Regions from separate parts of the Ovis aries genome. Here region 1 is linked to region 2. A link is a contact called in public Hi-C data. All regions are on one chromosome and are shown on one strand. Each heading gives the region's core, a stretch centred on a gene start, on an enhancer-like site or on the middle of the called end of the contact. The rest is flanking DNA. Distances are from core to core; before and after follow the strand shown.

Region 1 (5,850 bases), core at 859-3,358, 230 kb after region 2:
CCATAGCTTTGACTAGACAGACCTTTGTCGGCAAAGTAATGTCTCTGCTTTTTAATGTGCTGTCTAGGTTGGTCATAACTTTCCTTCCAAGGAGTAAGCGTCTTTTAACTTCATGGCTGCAATCACCATCTGCAGTGATTTTGGAGCCCCAAAACATAAAGTCTGACACTGTTTCCACTGTTTCCCTATCTATTTCCCATGAAGCGATGGGACCAGATGCCATGATCTTAGTTTTCTGAATGCTGAGTTTTAAGCCAACTTGTTCACTCTCCTCTTTCACTTTCATCAAGAGGCTCTTTAGTTTTTCTTTGCTTTCTGCCATAAGGGTGGTGTCATCTGCATATCTGAGGTTATTGATGTTTCTCCTGGCAATCCTAATTTCAGCTTGTGCTTCATCCAGCCTGGCATTTCACATGATGTACTCCACATACAAGTTAAATAAGCAGGGTGACAATAAAGAGCCTTGACGTACTTCTTTTCCAATTTGGAAGTGGTCTGTTGTTCCATGTCCAGTTCTAGCTGTTGCTTCTTGACCTGCATACAGATTTCCCAGGAGGCAGGTCAGGTGATCTGATATTCCCATCTCTTGCAGAATTTTCCACAGTTTGTTGTGATCCACATAGTAAAAGGCTTTGGTATAGTCAATGAAGCAGATGTTTTTCTGGAATTGTCTTGCTTTTTTGATGATCCAACGGATGTGGGCAATTTAGATCTCTGGTTCCTCTGGCTTTTCTAAATCCAGGACTGGGGAAACAGAGTCTTGGAGGACACAAACAAAACCTTGTGGATGTACCCTTAGTAGACAAGAAATCATTTTTCCTTAATGACTTAACAACATTTGGAAAACAGGGATATTTAATATAAAAAAACTGAGTTTTCTGGCAGCTCCTGAAAAATGGGACTATCTGGTCACACTAAACCCTTTCCTCTGAGAGGACTTTAGCAATAGTGTTGGGCATAGCCCTCCAATTTTCCATGGAAACCATGCAGACTTCGTTATATATCTGTTACCTGCCTAGCATGTAAGTCTTATACTAAATGACTGTAAGATCTAAGGAGAGCATATTCATAAGCATATTTCAACACAGTGCCAGGGGCACAGTGACCAGCAACTGGGCCTGCTGGATACTAGGCACTTGGTATCAAATACTGTGCTAGACCCTCTGTTCACAGCATTTCATTTCATTCTTATCCTTTTGAAATAATTGCTCATCACTTTACATGATGTTCAGAGAATTAGCCAACTGCTCTTTCAAAGCTCACCCAGCTAGTACTGATCCCAAGTTTATGTGATTCCAAAACAAAGGAGTGTGGAAAAGCAAGTAAGGATATAGATAAAGAGTTTCTCATTTAAAAAAAAAAAAGAAAGAAAAAACCACCACAGCAAGAGGCAAACACTCTGGTTTCCCAGATGCAGTTTTTGTTCTACATCTGTCAACAGAAAGTACACACTTTATAGGGTCATTGCTTCTTTCTTCTGGAAAACTCTTAATCTTGCACCAAGAGAGGCGGGCAAGGTCTCACTTATCTTCTGAGATGGCCCACACTCTATGGAAACTTTTCCTCTCAGGGCCACTCTCATTTTCTGAGATGGTCTGCACTCTGTCTGTGGAATGTCTTTCTCTCAAGGATCCTCTAGCTTTCTGAGACAGTCTACACCCTATCAAATGCCTTTCTCTCAGTGCCTCTCTAGGCTTCTGAGATGTTCCACACCCTGTGGAATGCTTTCTCTCAAAGCCTCTCTAGCCTTCTGTGAGTTCACACTCTACGGAATGTGTTTCTCTCATGGTCTCTTAGCCTTCTGAGATGGTCCACACTCTGCCTGTAGAATGTATATCTCTCTAAATAAACTCTTCCAGTTTAAAAGAGAGAGAGAAAGCCAAGATCTACCTCCTAAATCTTCAAATGGGTTAATTCAGCTATAGGGATTAGTGACCATGCTTCCAGCTAGGCAATTCAGAAGGAAAAGCATTCAGCTGAAACATAACATGCCTTCAGTGTGAGATCACAAAGACAAAAAGTCACATCGGGAAGTCATTCCACGGAATAGGAAGTAGGGATCCTTAGCCAAGGGGCAGAGTCCAGAACAAGCACTCAATGACAAACATTCTCTCTTGGGCTACATACCAGCTGACCAGTAACTGAACAAATGGCTATTTAAGCTACTTGCTAGAAAACATAAAAAGTGCTATGCAGTCAGAGTTTGAGGAGGCATCACAGAAGCTCCCAGAAGAGGTCAGATTCTGGTAAAAGTCTAAAAATGACTTTATCATATAGGGCTGTCCACCTATCAATATCTACTGAGATGGATGACACCTCAGCAGTAGGACAAAAATCTACCTACTCTTTTCTCTGGTTCTTATGAATCACAAGATATACTACAAGATGAAATCACTCTTTTAATGTTTATCCTCCTGGACCAGACTCCTCAAAGTCAGAATCAAGGTCTTACTGCTTGAACCCCCAGAACCTTCTACAGTGATTTCCTACGGTGGGTATGAGTAGGTAGTCAAAAGGATTCTTTTTCCGATCTACACATTTGCTTCAACACTCACAGCAAAGTACCAAACAAATCACATGCAGATATATATTACAGATACATATATATTTACTTTATGATAAATTCTAACACAAAGTGGCTTATATATATTTGTGTTAGAATTTATCATAATAGTGATACAAAATCAGAACCACATCTGATGCAGGGAGGGGCCATGCCCATGACACAGTGCCTCAGAGAGATTTGACTGCTGCCCATGAAACAGGCTGAGCCTAGAACTTTGCTCCCTGAACATTCATGTGCCTGGGAATCACCTAGGACTCTGGTTATTCTGTAGATTCTGAGTCTGTGGGCCTCAAGCATCTGCACTTATTCATTTTTTTTTCTTTTTGCATTGAATAACATTTTTCAGTTTTTTAAAGATTTTTTGTTGTTGTTATGGATCATTTTTTTAAAGTCTTTATTGAATTGAATGTGTTACAATATTGCTTCTGCTTTACTTTTTTTAACTTTTTAGTTTATATTGGAGTATAGCCAATTAACAATGCTGTGACAGTTTCAGGTGGACAGCAAAGGGACACAGCCATACATATATATGTGTCCATTCTCTCCCAAATTCCTCTCCCATCCAGGCTGCCACATAACACTGAGCAGAGTTCCTTGTGCTATACAGTAGGATATTGTTGGTTATCCATTTCAAGTACAGCAGTGTGTACACATCAATCCTAAGCTCCCTTTTTAAAATTGATTTACAATGTTGTGCTAACTTCTGCTATACAGCAGAATGACTCTATTATACATATATACATTCTTTTTTATATTATTTTCCATTATAGTTTATCCCAGGATACTGAATACAGTTCCCTGTGCTACACAGTCAGACCTTGTTGTTTAACCATCCTATATATAATATAGTTTGCATCTGCTAGTCCCAAATCCCAGTCCTCCCTCTCCTAGCCCTTAACAAACACAAGTCTGTTCTCTGTGACTGTGAATCTGTTCCTGTCTCATATGTAAGTTCATTTATGTTGTATTTTAGATCCCACATAGAAATGATATGCTTTTCAATAAGTGCTAAGTGATTTGGTATTGGTCTTTCTCATTCTGACTTCCTTCACTTAGTATGATGATCTCCTGCTGCGAGAGTCCGCACTTCTGATAAGCTTCCAGCTGTTGCCAACACTGCCAGTTTGTGGAGCGTCTCTGAGCAACGGGGATCTAAGAGCTCCAACAAGGACCCTAACCGCCTTGGTTCCTTGCAGCCTACGCCATGCCGTAAGGAGCTGGGGTGACAGGCAGCAGAGGGCAGAACTGATGAGATGTGCTTTCGATGGGAAATTCCTAAGGCAACGACCTTTCCCTTTTATTTCATTCAAGCTCTGACAATCTATCAGCAGTCATGCCTAATGGGTAAAAATTAGTATAGGGTGGGGGGAAGAAACCTTTCAAAAACAAATTTCAAACACCTTCCAGACCACCCCTTGTGTGGCTGCCACAGCTGTGGTGATCTGGGCCATGCACCTCCAGATGCCTGGTGAGGGCTTTATCCTCACTAGAAACAGGTATCTACATGCTCCTGCAGCCTCTATTCTTTTCTTCCAGATCATACATTGTTAACTTCCAGTCTCTTCTGTTGTTAACTTACTCAGTCGTGTCCAACTCTTTGCGACCCCACAGACTGCAGTATACCAGGCCTCCCTGTCCATCACCAACTCCTGGAGTTCGCTCAAACTCATGTCCACTAAGTTGATGATACCATCCAATCATCTCATCCTCTGTCACAGGAAAGCTAAATATTGGGGGCCCACAGAATCCAAGGGGAATCTGAAAAAAGCTATGAACACTCTCTGCTTCCCAAATACCCAGACACTAAAGGTTATTTAACATTTCAGAGGTTTCATAGACAGTGCTGAATCTATAAAAGGAAGCCTGTGCCCTGTCTTCTAGAAGCTGTACTTTAAAAAAACAAACAAACAAACAAACAGGTTAAGACTTACTCAGAACACTTCATTTTTAAACAAATCCTTTTCTACAAATACTCCATGGGAGATATCATGTCCCTGCCTCTGGAAACTTTTCTGCAGATCATAAAATGCCAGCAAACAGGTGTCATGCCTTGTTACAGAGCGAGATGACAAATGAATGAAAGCCCAAATTTCAAGACAAAGCCACCAGCCTGGAAACAATAACTGTGCTGGCCACTACTCCACCCACATTTTCTTAAAAGCATGCAAGAGATGGTGGGACTTGTTCTGTTCAGCCACAGAGGACTGTAGGATGGAGGGGACCAGAGGAGAAGCGGAGAGGAAAACTAATTAAAAAGCAAATGGGGAAAAACGAGCTTGGAAAGGGCTCACTGAACTGCTGACAGCCTAGAGTGCGGAGGTGAAAAACAAATGCAAAAGAGATTTGGCAGAATCCAAAAAGAGCAGGATCAGAATGAGAAATGAGGCCACGACCAACTCCCAGCTACAAGTCACAGAGAGGAGTCAGAGTGACATTTACGTGGAGGAGAAAAGAAAAAGTTCCCTGGATGAAAAGGGAGTGAACAGAGTGGACTGAAGGAGAGAGAGAGATAAGGAGGACCATGGACAGATAGCTGCTGCAGAAAATAAAACATGGCAGCATCACAGTCACACACACATAGAACAGCAGAGAATCTTACCAAAGCCATCAAATGCCCTCTTAAGAAAAAAGAGGGAGGGGACGATGAGCAGCCTAAGCCATCACAGATCAGCTTAAAATTACGAATGAAAGCCTACCCGGTACATGGAAGAATTTGCAGGCACCTGCAGGGGTGCCTCCCGGGCCCCACCCTCACATCACAGGCCAGGTGGCTCCTGCTCACTAATGCAGGAAACGACAAGCCAGAGAGACACCCTCTTATGCTCCTTTCATCTGAGCCACTGATGGTGGAGACAGGTCATTTCACTGCGGGCAGAGGTGGGGATGTGGGAAAGAGACTCTGTATGCATGCAGGTGCCTAAGGACAGAACTTGGAAACAGAGCTGCATCTGGAAAGTAAAGTTTCCTGAAATGAGAGGCTGTGGGAGAACCAGGATCCCATGGCCAGGTGTGAAGATGCACAGCACTGCCCTGCAGTGTCACACAGAACAGAAAGTCCCACTGGCTACTCAAAGACTCGTGGATTTCTCTGCAAACCTTTCTTCCAACAAGGGGTACCTTGTTGTTGGTACCTGTGCTGTGCTTCTATAGACTCGGGGTGGGGGGGGGGGCGGCGGGGAGCTGTGCACGCACGTGGGTGCACGCTCAGTTGCTGAGTCCTGTCAAACTCACTGACACCCTATGCTTCTGTCCCTTACGAAAGACAATGGACTCAGCAAGAGCCC
Region 2 (6,199 bases), core at 265-2,764:
GACACGTGAACTAATGTGATTGATTAGTGCACATACGTTCGCATCTTTGAAAGTTCACAACTTGAAGGTGCGTATGTAGGGGAGTTACTGTACATGAAATGAAGTTGGCAATACCCACCGTCCAAGGCTCTGAGGTTCAAACGGGCTCCTTGCACTCCATAAAGAGGTACCATTCATACGAGTGAAAGTAGAATGCGTTTTATAGATGCTTACCTCTCTCAGAGTTGGCTTGCCAATGAAAAAGTCTGTGTTTTTGCTGCTTTTGGGTGGGTTGAACTTGGGATTCAGAAAAGCACATCCATTCGCGATGGCCTCCAGGGGAGCTGGGCCTTCGTACGGGAACCCAAGCCCAACAAACAGCTGTAAGACAGAGAAACACACCACACGTAAACAGAGCGACCAGGACTGGCGTCCCTGGCTCCCAGGGGCCTCTTCTGGGCTCCATGCCTGTGCAGACATCTCTGAGGCTGGGAAGTTCCAAGGCCCGGGCGAGCTGGGGTGATGAGAAGCCAGTTTACAAGAGGACCTGAAAACCAAGACCAGGGACCTTTAAAGGCCCAGGCAGGTGCTCAGGTCATCAGGAATTTCACTTCTTTGTGGAAGAAAAAAAAAAAAAAAAAAGGAAAGGAGTAAGTGTCGGGGGTGGGTAGTTGAGGGGGTAGGGAGGTGGGGGTATTCAAAGAATAACAACAACAAACCTCAAGACTTCACAATAATCTTTCTGTAATGCAACAGGAGACATGACTGGAAAAACACTTGCTTAACTAAACAGAAGGTTTCTTCATTGAACCAAAGGAACAACAGGCCCTTTCAGGGATGCTGGGCACAGGGACAGAAAGGTCGCTCGGCAGTGTGACTGCAGTTCACATGGAGCTGCTTGGAAGCGATGGGAGGTCAGCAAACATGGGTTTTCATAATGGGGTTTTCACTGGGGGACATCAACATCTTGGTTTTTATTTTCTTCTCGATGTGGGGAGAGGGTTCGGAGCTGTGACTGGGCAAGGCTTTCCCTCTCCATCAAGTACACCCTGAGTTGTCCCCACAGCAGACAACAGATGGCAGCAAAAACACATCTCAGAGTCCTTGTTAGAGAACGCTGCGGCCCAGAGCCCCTGTGACAAAAGGGACTTGCTGCAGTTCAGTGGCACTGATTCGTGGGACCAGAAATGAAACATCATCGCATAGAAAGGCCTCCCTGTGTACCCGCCTCCCAGGGCGTTTCACACCGCTGGGGGGCTGTGCTTCCTGACGGGAAGGGTCTGAGTCTGGGCTTGGTGACACGTGAGATCTCCCTAGCCACATGAAGGAGCTGCTCCTGAAACCTCTCCAGTCTCTGAGGCACGTCCAGTGGCAAAGCACAACTGGGCCCCAGAGCGTCCTTTCCTTCTGCCATCACATTGGGGAACAACCACATGGCCAGGCCCCCAAAGTGAAGGAAGCTGCTGGCTTGGACGTGGCTGGATGCCTGGTTCTCTTTTCCTGGGTCCTCTCCCCAGCCATCCTATCTCTGCAGCTTTAATTGAATGATGATTTGGAATGGTTCTGTCTAGAGAGCCCTGAGTACAAGCTGCTGGGTTCCCCAGGCAACACTGGAAGATGAAGCATGTATGTGCTGGGCACCCAATTCCAGGGCTTAACCCAGCGTGGCCCATGTTGGCCATACTGAAGAGTCAGGAAGCCCCCGCAGGGAATTTTCTGGGGCAAGAAACTAAAATCTCAGGTTTTCTGCAGAGACATCCTATAACTGTATGTTCTTTTGCACAGAACAGCGTACTGAAGTGTTTTGTTGTTTTGGAAGAATAACCTTTCAGATCTTGTAGACCTTGAGATGATTCTGAGAGATATCCACAGGGGAAGGAACTGCGGAGGAAAAGCTTTGAGAAGCCAGCTGAGCTCCCTCTGCTGGTGGGGGTCATTTCTTCTGGAGCAGAAGAACCAGAGACACGGAGGGGAAGGAAACACGGCAGCTGGAACCTAGAAGCTGTCTGGTATGAGGGCATCTCCCCCACCATCTGGAGCCCCTGATTTTGGATCTTATTTTCTTGGGCTCCCAAATCACTGTGGATGGTGACTGCAGCCTTGAAATTAAAAGACACTTGCTCCTTGGAAGAAAAGCTATAACAAACTTAGACAGCATATTAAAAAGCAGAGAGATCACTTTGCCGACAAAGGTCCATCTAGTCAAAGCTATGGTTTTTCCAGTAGTCACGTGTGGATGTGAGAGCTGGACCAAAAAGATAGCTGAGGAGCGAAGAACTGATGCTTCTGAAGGTGATGCTGGAGAAGACTCTTGAGACAAACCTGTCCATCCTAAAGGAAATCAACCCTGAATATTCATTAGAAGGACTGACGCTGAAGCTGAATTTCCAATATTTTGGCCACCTGATGTGAAGAGCCAACTCACTGGATAAAACCTTGATGTCGGGAAAGATTGAGGGCAGGAGGAGAAGGGGATGACAGAGGATGAAATGGTTGGATGGCATCACCGACTCAATGGACATGAGTTTGAGTAAACTCTGGGAGATAGTGAAGGACAGGGAACCTGGCATGCTGCAGTCCATGGGGTCCCAAACAGTCAGACATAACTGAGCGACTGAACCACAACATGTAGCTAATAGGAGTTAGACTGTCAGAAAGAACTTCTGTGTACAGGGTATGGCCTGTGCATGCGGCTTAGCGGGACCGGGGGCGGGTGTAACTGACAACAGTAGAAGAAACAAAGGAATGGGTGGGAGATCTAGTTCCGAGACATCCCAGCTTCATTAAACATGAAGAATCCGGGATACTATCCTTAAGGCTTTTGATCTCTGCAATCTGTCACTCCGGCGGATTTAGGGGAGGAGGTGCTGGCTCTCTAGGGAAAAGAGGACCTCTATCAGGCTGTGGCTGAACTCAGGAAACACAGGGCTTCCAGATACTGAAAGATGCAGACAGGGGTCTCCATTGGTTTAACCAGAGACCATAGTATTTCCTAACCTCTGAAAAAGCAGGGCCTGCCATGAAGCGCTGACACTGTCATCAACACTAAACTACAAAGAATAACTTTGGAGGAAATGCAGGAACCATAATGCTTGTCTATTTAAACAGAAAATCCTGGAAAAAGAAATTTAATTAGCTCCTTCAGACCTACCAATCTGAACCCATTAATTAAAAGGATTTGAGGCTGTTGCTTAATGGACTCGAATGTGACCTAGGTTTAATTATATCTGAATAACAATTTGCACCATCTCTTCTGCCCTGCTGGCAACTGAGTATCTCAGTACACATAAAATAAACACTTTGGGCTAACTCTCCAAAACCTCACCAGTTCATAATGAATCTTAAGCAAATACCACACAACTTCTTGGCAAAGAGTCTTCGTCACACTAATTAGGATTGCAGGAAATGCACTACTTGCAAACACCAAAACAACAGTTCTTTGTCACTTCTGTCAACAAACAACTTTTCTTCTTGCTTCCTGTGTCCTCATTACCTGTGACGTTCTAATGCAGCAGATGTATTAAGGTCAAATAGCATACTTGAGGTTTGAATGACAACAGGATAGGCAGAGAGTTTGTCACCACCAAGGGCATTCTGTGACCTTGTGAGGGCTTATGGTCTTGCCACACACTGGCACTTAACCACACTGAATTGCTTTTCCCCCAATTCCCCACTCCCCCATCATTCTGCCCACTTAGATTTCCTTAGCACAGGAACAAGAGAGACACTGCAAGAATGCATTCAAGTGCAAAGGCTCAACTCAGGAGGAAGCAGCATGTTTTATTGATACTTCATCTTGTCTTCAGAAGCCTAGACTGTAATGAGGATATTCCAGATGACAGAACATCTCCATGGCTGCAGCTTGACTCCATCAATGAGCGTTTCTAAACAGAGCTCTAAATTACATGCTCTAAAATTTAACTTTTGAACTAATACTAAGGAAGAGAGAACAGATGAAGCTCCAGGACTGGGAATTCCCTAGGTATCGACAGAGTTCAGTTAAACTACTCAGATTTTCACTCTGTGTGAAAGGAGGAAAGAAATTGTTTTAAACCCCTAAGTGGAGTAGTTGACAAAGAATCCCTTAAGAGTAGATTAAGGTAGTTCTTAGACATCAGTGCATGTATGTGAAATCTAGAAAAAAAAATGGTACAGATGAACTTATTTGCAAAAGAGAAATAGAGACATGGACATAGAGAACAAGCATATGGACACCAAAGGGGTGGGAGGTGGGAAGAATTGGGAGATTGGGATTCACATATATACACTATTAATACTATGTATAAAATAGATGACTAATGAGAACTTCCTCTATAGTACAGGGAACTCTACTTGGTGCTCTTGGTGACCTAAACAGGAAGGAAATTCAAAAAAGAGGAATACATGTATACACACGGCTGATTTACTCTGATGTACCCACTCCAGTGTTCTTGCCTGGAGAACCCCAGGGACGGGGGAGCCTCGTGGCTGCCGTCTATGGGGTCCCACAGAGTTGGACACGACTGAAGCGGCTTGGCAGCAGCAGCAGCAGCAGAAACTAATACAACAATGTGATGCGACCACACGCCAATTTAAAAAATTTCTGTTTGTTTTTCAAAAGGTAGTCATTAGGCAGATTCCAGGGCTGTGGTCAGTTTCCAGGCTCTCTCTCCCGTAGAATATCCAGGATAACCCAAACCAGGAGACTGCATGCCCAGCAGACACTTTTCTGACTTGTTCTCATTAGCCAAGTTGATGGAGCCACTCAGGATGGAGTCTGAGCAACCAGTCAACCTCAGTTTATCCAATAAATAGATTATCAACGCAAAGTGATCAGGACAACAAAGTGATTAAGAATACAAGCTCTGGAGTCAGGCCGACCAGGTTTCTAAGCCTGACTGTATCATCTCCTAGCTCTGTAACTGTGAGAAACTGTTATACGCCTCTCTCCACAGATTATCTGAGGTCCAGTGATAATGCATTTTCTCTAGTTATAGGTCTCAGTCAAGGTAACACAAGCTCTCTGAACCTGTCTCTTCATGTGTAAAATGGTTGAAAGTAATAGTGCTTTATTTCATGGGGCTGCTCTGAGGATTCAAGGAGATATTTCACAGAAAGGATGTATTCCGAGGTTTGGTTCTTGGAATACAGTGTTTAATGAACACTGACTAAGTTCAAACCCAAGTTCCACTTGGTACCCCTATGGGCCACATGCTGTAGCTAAGTCTTAATTTGTTTACCTTTCAAATAATGATTGGGAATCATTATTTGGTAACAGGTATCCCTTTTATATTTTTAAAAAGAATCCACACAAGGCTAGGTATGGAGAAATTTTATTTTCCTGATAAGTGATGCTTTCATGTAACCCAAAGGGTCTCTCTCCGGGCAGCTGTCTTTCGTTCAGTACTGAAAGAAGAGACAACAGTGGCCAAATCTCTCCGCTATACATTTAGCTACTTCCTCTCCTGATCTCCAGGATTCCCTGGTGGCTCAGATGGTAAAGACTCTGCCTGCAATGCAGGAGGCCAGAGTTCTATCCCTGGGTCTGGAAGGTCCCCTGAAGAAGGAAATGGCAACCCACTCCAGGATTCTTGCCTGGAAAATCCTATGGCTAGAGGAGCCTGGCGGGCTATAGTTCATAGGATTGCAAAGAGTTGGATATGACTGAGTGACTACAGTTTCACTTTCTCCTGACCTCCATAAGCCCCTAACTGATACTACCTGAAAACTGTCTCCTAAAGATCCACAAGGACACAGGAGACAAAGGCAATATTTGCCAAGCAGGTTTAAGTGCCCAAGGTTAGTTGGATGTTAAATCCAAGTCTGTTTCCTAGAGACCAGCTCATTGGGCGGACTCCTAGACTATGCCCAGCTACTTACGCAGCCTTCCAGAAACAAAACAAAACATACAGCAACATCAAAACCACACGATTGGTTTGTGCAAAGTCTCTGCACTTTGGTCATTTGGAAGCCCCAGCACAAAATCAAACACATCACAATTTGCACTGCAAATCCGTGACTTTAAAGACGAGGAGTAACAGAACATTCAGATATATGTACAACTGCAGACGCTGACCATCCTCAACTGTGCCTGTGTGAACTGTCTACACGAAAAGGCAGTTCAGGTGCTCCTCCTTGGAGAAGCCTCCCTCGTGCACCTCTCTCACCCCAATTTCACGCCAGGCCAACCACTCAGCTCTCAACAGTGAGGAGGCATCACAGGCCTGCTCACTACCACAGT

Evidence for each region. Hi-C and Micro-C count contacts between places; a contact is called where the count stands out from the background.
Region 1: a contact with region 2 is called in a Hi-C map of hypothalamus, with 4 times the contacts expected there. The contact joins two enhancer-like sites. A contact is called at or near these places in 4 of 16 Hi-C or Micro-C datasets (hypothalamus, muscle and tail adipose tissue).

The regions. Positions count from the first base shown.
Region 1 is chr2:176,553,708-176,559,557 of ARS-UI_Ramb_v3.0, forward strand. All of the region lies in intron 2 of MGAT5 (alpha-1,6-mannosylglycoprotein 6-beta-N-acetylglucosaminyltransferase), which reads right to left. Among named protein-coding and RNA genes, the nearest start is that of MGAT5, 120 kb to the right of the region's middle. Within about 2 kb of position 2,109, at least 8 of the 54 cell types and tissues checked have an H3K27ac peak or open chromatin away from gene starts, as enhancers often do. A contact at or near this core is called in hypothalamus, where this site is marked.
Region 2 is chr2:176,325,452-176,331,650 of ARS-UI_Ramb_v3.0, forward strand. MGAT5 (alpha-1,6-mannosylglycoprotein 6-beta-N-acetylglucosaminyltransferase) reads right to left here. Exons shown (of 18, transcript XM_060410112.1): 14 at 214-360. Among named protein-coding and RNA genes, the nearest start is that of TMEM163, 330 kb to the left of the region's middle. Within about 2 kb of position 1,515, at least 12 of the 54 cell types and tissues checked have an H3K27ac peak or open chromatin away from gene starts, as enhancers often do. A contact at or near this core is called in hypothalamus, where this site is marked.